2 separate regions of the Zea mays genome follow, and region 1 is linked to region 2. The links are chromatin contacts, called in public Hi-C maps. All regions are on one chromosome and are shown on one strand. Each heading gives the region's core, a stretch centred on a gene start, on an enhancer-like site or on the middle of the called end of the contact. The rest is flanking DNA. Distances are from core to core; before and after follow the strand shown. Region 1 holds the start of LOC100272891 (Ribonuclease 3-like protein 2). Region 2 holds the start of LOC100282260 (transcription factor/ transcription initiation factor).

Region 1 (2,964 bases), core at 370-2,869, 170 kb before region 2:
GAAGATGATTGGGAAAAGTATCTTTACAGTAATGCTTTTGGCTGGCAGTAGACTGTCATGGACCTTCGGTCCATGGGGATAGCTGTCTTCTCCGGCGAGGTTATACCACTCTGCCGCAGGCTTGGTTCTAGGGTAGCAGCCCTAGACGCTTGAGAGGGTCATTGCAAGGAGAGAGAGATTGGTTTGATAATGATCTTGCTTGATTTATTCCCTGCTGCCATGCGGCTTATAAATAGCCCTATAGCTAACCAACTTCTCCTACAAACTCTCAACTAACTCCTACTTTCTTGGACTTATCTGCTGCTAACCAACTCTCCACAATTCTCTCATCTCAATCTTATTCTCTAGCCTTATCCCAGCTCATCTCAATCTTATTCTCTAGCCTTATCCCAGACTGGTTGTTGCCTCTCGCTCCCTATGATGCCCATGACATAGACTAACCTGCAGACTGAAGTGAAGTTCATCTGACGTGCTATTCTAATGTGGAGAAGGTTGTGGAAGAGAATAATTGGATCAATTTGTAGCAGGTCAAATTTGTTTGGCGCATGCAATACGCGTTAGTAAGCCTGGGTAAATAAACTGAAACCGAATAACCAGACCGAATTAACCGGAACCAAAACTGAATTAATAGTTACTAATTTTGGTAACACGTTTCAGAAAACATGGAAATAACCAAGGTAATTTTCGGTTCTAGACTTTGGAAAACCAAATTAACCAAAAAATGATAGACCAATAAAATTTTAGGCATGGCTTAATATAGCCTTCCCAAATCCTAAGTATATAAGCACACAACTCCTCCAAATCAATTCATCCCCAACTCAATCCTATATCCGGTCATCTACACACTTTTGCAACTCTAAAATTATTATTTTTTGCTAAATTTTGGTCTGTTCGGTTGAAACTGAAAGAATCGAAACCGCACATTTCGGCTCCGCATTCACTGGGCACATATTTCGGTTTTAGTTTTACCAAATTTTCTTAAAAAACGAGGAGCCTACATGTTGTTCATAGACACGGGGTGACATATTAGCAGAGAGCCCAAACTGAGAGTGACAAAATAGCAATTTTTCACCTATATACCCCTGCCGAGCTTACGAAACTTAAAGACTCATCGCCAAAGACAAGCCAACCGCACGAACCCTAGGAGATTCCAAAACGCAATTATGCTTACTAGTAGGTCGAGGCGGGGGCACTTGCGCCGGAGCAGCGGGTAGAGGTCGTGCCGGACGGCGACGCGCGCGAGCTTCTCGGTAGAGATGTTGGCGGCGCGGAGCGTGGAGAGCGCGCCGGGCCCGAGGGTGGGGTTGGTGAGGTATAGGAAGTTAGAGAAGGCTAGGCCGAGAGCGGCGTCGCCGACGAACTCGAGCCGCTGGTAAGAGAGAGCGCCATCCGAGAAGGATTGGTGGGTCAGGGCCTCCTCTAGAAGGGCGCGGTCGCAGAACTGGTACCGCAGGAGGCGCTCCACGCGCGCCGCGGCCTCGGCGCGGTCGGCGACGAAGCCCGGCGGCGAGAGCGCCACGGGTGGAGCGGGTGAGGGCAAGCGCGGAGGTGGAGCCGAACGGCGGCGCTTGCCAGGGGGTTTCGACGGCGTCATTGAAATTTGGTGGGAGGGTTTTGGGTTTCGCTGGAGGCGTTACAATTTAGGTGTTGTTTGCTTTATATGTTTGTAATGTAATAGGTAACAAATAATGTTAAATCATGTTTGTTTAACTTTAATCGTAATCGGATACCACATTATAAATTGATATCAGCCTATTCAAATTTATTATCGCTGGTAATCGAATGCAAACCATTACTGTTGTCATTTACATTACATTTTGGGAACCAAACAAAACACATTATCTCATGTGGTCCTGTATAACAGATTCTTTTAAAATTTTCTAATCTCTAATATATATCAGAGCATTAATTTTTAAAAACGCCGTGTGCTACTTCTCCCTCTCTACTTTATGCAAACTATCATATAGCCCGTGTTAAGAACATGTTCGAGAGATTTTATATTTTTTACTCTTTATTTGATTTTTATTTACCTCTCCACGAAGATTATACCTAATATCTCATTCTAACAGACTCTCTAACATGCCAGTTAGTTTAGCTAGTCGGAGTGGCTAGCCAAGTTTAGAGCAATTCCAAGAGATTAGCTAAAAAGACTAGCCAAATTTACTGATTTAGCTACTCTCTAAAACAGAATTTAAAAAAAAAGTGTAGGCTAATCCAACAGACTCGGTAAACCTACGGACTGAATAGAGAGTGAAGCAGACTATCCAAAATTGGAGAGCGAAGATGGAGAAATAGAGAGCCACTAAATTTGAAGAGTCGTTTACATAGTCTATTGGATACAATTTTCTTTTACTATTAGCTAAATTTACCTTTACAAAATCATATACCTAGTCTCTTGGAGTTGCTCTTAGTGAGCAATGAGAGCAATTTGAAAAGTCGGATGACTTGACAAGTTAAATGGCTAGTATGTTGTAGATTTATTTTGCTGTTAAATAGCTAAAATTTGGCTTGACATGTTATTTGGCTAGTCCCTTGAAGATGTTCTAGCACTACAATCTCGTGGAGGGAAGAGGAGGGGAGGGGTCGGCATGAGTTGAGGGGAAGGAGAAGGCCGAGAGTGGCGGGGATGAGGAATAATCAAATAAGGTCTTTCCGACACATTAAGAATTTTGTTGTGATGAGTTTTTCCATATTTGGACACCCAATCCCTTATGAGATTAAATCCATAAACCTAATCAACCAATGTTGTTCATTTATTTCATATGGATTATATTCTAAAACCAAAACATAGTGTGGATTAAATTCCAAACTTGAAAACTAACAAAAGCTAATAAAAACATCAAAGTTTAAACATAAAAATACCATTGCATCTCTCGCGAAAATTAAACATGCATGTTTTATGATTCTCAATACATATCTGTCGGGGACCATAATTAGGGGTACCCTCAAGACTCCTAATTCTCA
Region 2 (3,065 bases), core at 540-3,039:
AATGTGTCGAAGACACTTACTAGGATGATCGTCAACTGGATCCTGGGTCAATGGGATCTCTTGGGGGGGTACCACCGCATTAGAAGCCCCACAAACGCCGGGAATAGGACGAGAAATCCCATACTCGTGCGGACCCGATTGAGCATCGGGCACAACAACGACTTCTTCATGAAGCTCTACCAAAGGAGCTTCAATACGAGATGCATTTGGCATTTGTGGAGATAACCCGACTGGACCTTCGCATTGACTAACAGGTAACTTTTGAACAACCACATCCAAACATGGTGGAACCATCGTCTTCACAATTTTTAAATATATCACCCAATCATCTTCTGAGGTAATGGAGATCAACCGCCGGACAACTGTTCCATATGTAATATGGGACAACAAACCCTGAATTGATATTCTAGGGTCGTTTATGTCGCAACTAATCTCCTCACAAGCTCGAGCCAAAAGCTGGTCAAAAGTTGATCTTTCAACGAACAACATGGTCACGATCTTCATACCATCAAAAGTAACACTCCCATAAGCATCTATCTCCACCCTTCCTCCATGGTATAGTGTTACTAGGCTGTCCATCTATTGCAAAAATGGATTACTAACTCAATAATGGCTACATACTTAAGCCTACTAACTTACTAAGTAATAAATATATATTAACTAATAACTATACAGTAAATATTAAATGAACACATCAAACGAAATTACATAATCTATAAATAATGTACGAAATACTATGTATACCTGAGAACGCGTACGACTCCAGCTAACGGTGGAGAAGGTCAAGTCGGACGAACACCTACGTACAAAAAAACCAATTGTCAGTAAAAAATTTGGCAGCACCTCCCCTGTAAAGTGATGTTTATAGAACCTGCGAATAAACGACAACACGATGGTTGCCAACACAGAAAACATATAATATCAATGCGCTAAACAAAATGATAACTATATACTACGCAACTATAACAACAAACTAGCTAACTATTTTAATCACTAAGAATTTACTAAACACTAACAATATACTACGCAACTAAAACAACAAACTAGCTAACTATTTTAATAAACAATAACAACAAACTATCTAACTATTTACTAAATAATAAATAAGTGGATACCTAACTAATTACTACTAGTTTACAAATTAAGAAATTAAAAAAAAAATGGTCGGCAATGGAAGCGGGAGCTACCGGGGACGGAGCGGGCGGTGGCGGCAGTGGGCTTCGTGGGGAGCTCGGGCGCGACAGTGGGCGGGCGGAGCTCCGGCGACCTCGGGGCGGCAGTGGGCGGAGCTCGGGCGCGGCACAGGGCGGGCGGCGGCGACCGCGCTCGGGGGAGCTCGAGCGGGCGGCGGCGACCGAGCTCGGGGGAGCTCGAGCGGGCGGCGAGCTCCGGCGACGTCGGGCGGGGCTCGCTAAGGCGAGCCGGAGCTGGGCCGGGGCGGGCGGGCGGCGGCGAGCCGGAGTCCGGGGAGGCGGCGGCGATTGAGGAAGTCGGCGGCGGCGTTGGTTTGGAACGAGCACAAGACAAGAAACGCGCGCACAGAGAAGGCCGTTTCCAGTTTTTTCCTAGCTCGGCGCCAAAGCTCGGCGCCACAGACGGTGGCGCCGAGCTGTTTTAGCTCGGCGCCACAGGCTATGGCGCCGAGCAAAGGGTCCAAAACTGCATTTAAAATTTTTTAGGTCTAAACGTGAATTTACTTCAGTTTCAGGGCTAAAATACAAAAAAATTCGGTAGCAGTGACTCTGGTTTGCGGTGGGTTACAAATACCCCAGCCACTTGACGACACGGGATGCAAACCTATTTATATTCTGTCCTTAATTCCCGTGTTTCTCGTCCGTCTCCGCTCCTCCGCAACCCCTTCCCCTCCTCCGCCGAAGCCTCTCCTCCGGCCGCCGAAACCCTAGCCTCCGCCGCTGCCGTCATGGCAAGCAGCAACGTCTCGACCGTTTACATCTCTGTCATTGATGACGTCATCTCCAAGGTCCGCGAGGATTTCATCACCTACGGAGTCGGTGACGCCGTCCTAAACGAGCTCCAGGCTGTAAGAACCTCTGATTTATCGATCTTCAGCTCTCGTCCCCTTCAATTTTTTCTTGATTTTAGCGATTTTGACGGTTGCCTCTCCGATCCGGCCGAGGAAACCCTAGCTCTGGGAGATGAAAATGCTACACTGTGGCGCGATCTCGGGGAACATAGACCGAACCAAGGCTGCTGCCGCGTCCGTCGGAGGCACCACCGGCACGACACCGCCCGTGCACGACCTGAACGTGCCGTACGAGGCCACATCTGAGGAGTACGCCACCCCGACCGCTGACATGTTGTTCCCGCCGGTGAGACCGAATCCATCGTCTGCTGTACGTTAAAATGTTTCTACGCAATTGGGACGCGAGGTTCTGAACGAGTTACTTGTATTTGTTTTCAGACACCATTGCAGACCCCAATCCAGACTCCTCTGCCAGGGACAGACACAGCGATGTACAACATACCCACTGGCCCTTCCGATTATGCCCCCTCACCGATCAGCGATGTCAGGAATGGGATGGCAATAAATGGGGCAGACCCAACAGCTGGTCATCCAAGTCCCTACATGGTATTATAAATTTGTACTGTACTGTAATTTGTGACTAGTTTTTCTCCCTTGTTGTTAGCTTTTTGTCATGTTTTGAAGTTTTTGCAGCCACCACCTTCCCCTTGGATGAATCAGAGGCCGCTGGGTGTTGATGTGAATGTCGGTATGTTCATGCTTATGTTCTCTGGTTGTTGTCCACGACTCCACGTGTGAAATGCATCCCTAGTTTAGTCTATTTGGAGCTAATATAGTTTGGGAAAACAATAACCGAAATGATTTGTGTGACTCATAATGTACAGCTTATGTGGAAGGCCGTGAAGATCCTGACAGGGGCGTGCAGCCTCAGCCACTGACTCAGGTAAAATATAAGGCCACAGATCATTTGAGAGCATGGATAACCAGTAATGTTGTATCGAGGATTCCATCTGTTATTCTCATTTGTTTTGGGCTCTCATTTTTTTTCTGTAGAACATTGCTCCCTGATGATATGTTTCCA

Evidence for each region. A called contact is a pair of places that touch in the nucleus more often than the background predicts.
Region 1: a Hi-C map of tassel shows a contact between it and region 2, with 2.4 times the contacts expected there. The contact joins the promoter of LOC100272891 here to the promoter of LOC100282260 in region 2. A contact is called at or near these places in 2 of 25 Hi-C or Micro-C datasets (ear and tassel).

The regions. Positions count from the first base shown.
Region 1 is chr8:87,009,622-87,012,585 of Zm-B73-REFERENCE-NAM-5.0, reverse strand. LOC100272891 (Ribonuclease 3-like protein 2) reads right to left here and starts at 1,619. Exons shown (of 4, transcript NM_001147344.2): 1 at 1,172-1,619. The coding sequence starts at 1,594.
Region 2 is chr8:86,843,283-86,846,347 of Zm-B73-REFERENCE-NAM-5.0, reverse strand. It overlaps LOC100282260 (transcription factor/ transcription initiation factor), which reads left to right and starts at 1,789. Exons shown (of 11, transcript NM_001155172.2): 1 at 1,789-2,041; 2 at 2,148-2,330; 3 at 2,423-2,590; 4 at 2,678-2,732; 5 at 2,869-2,927. The coding sequence starts at 1,790.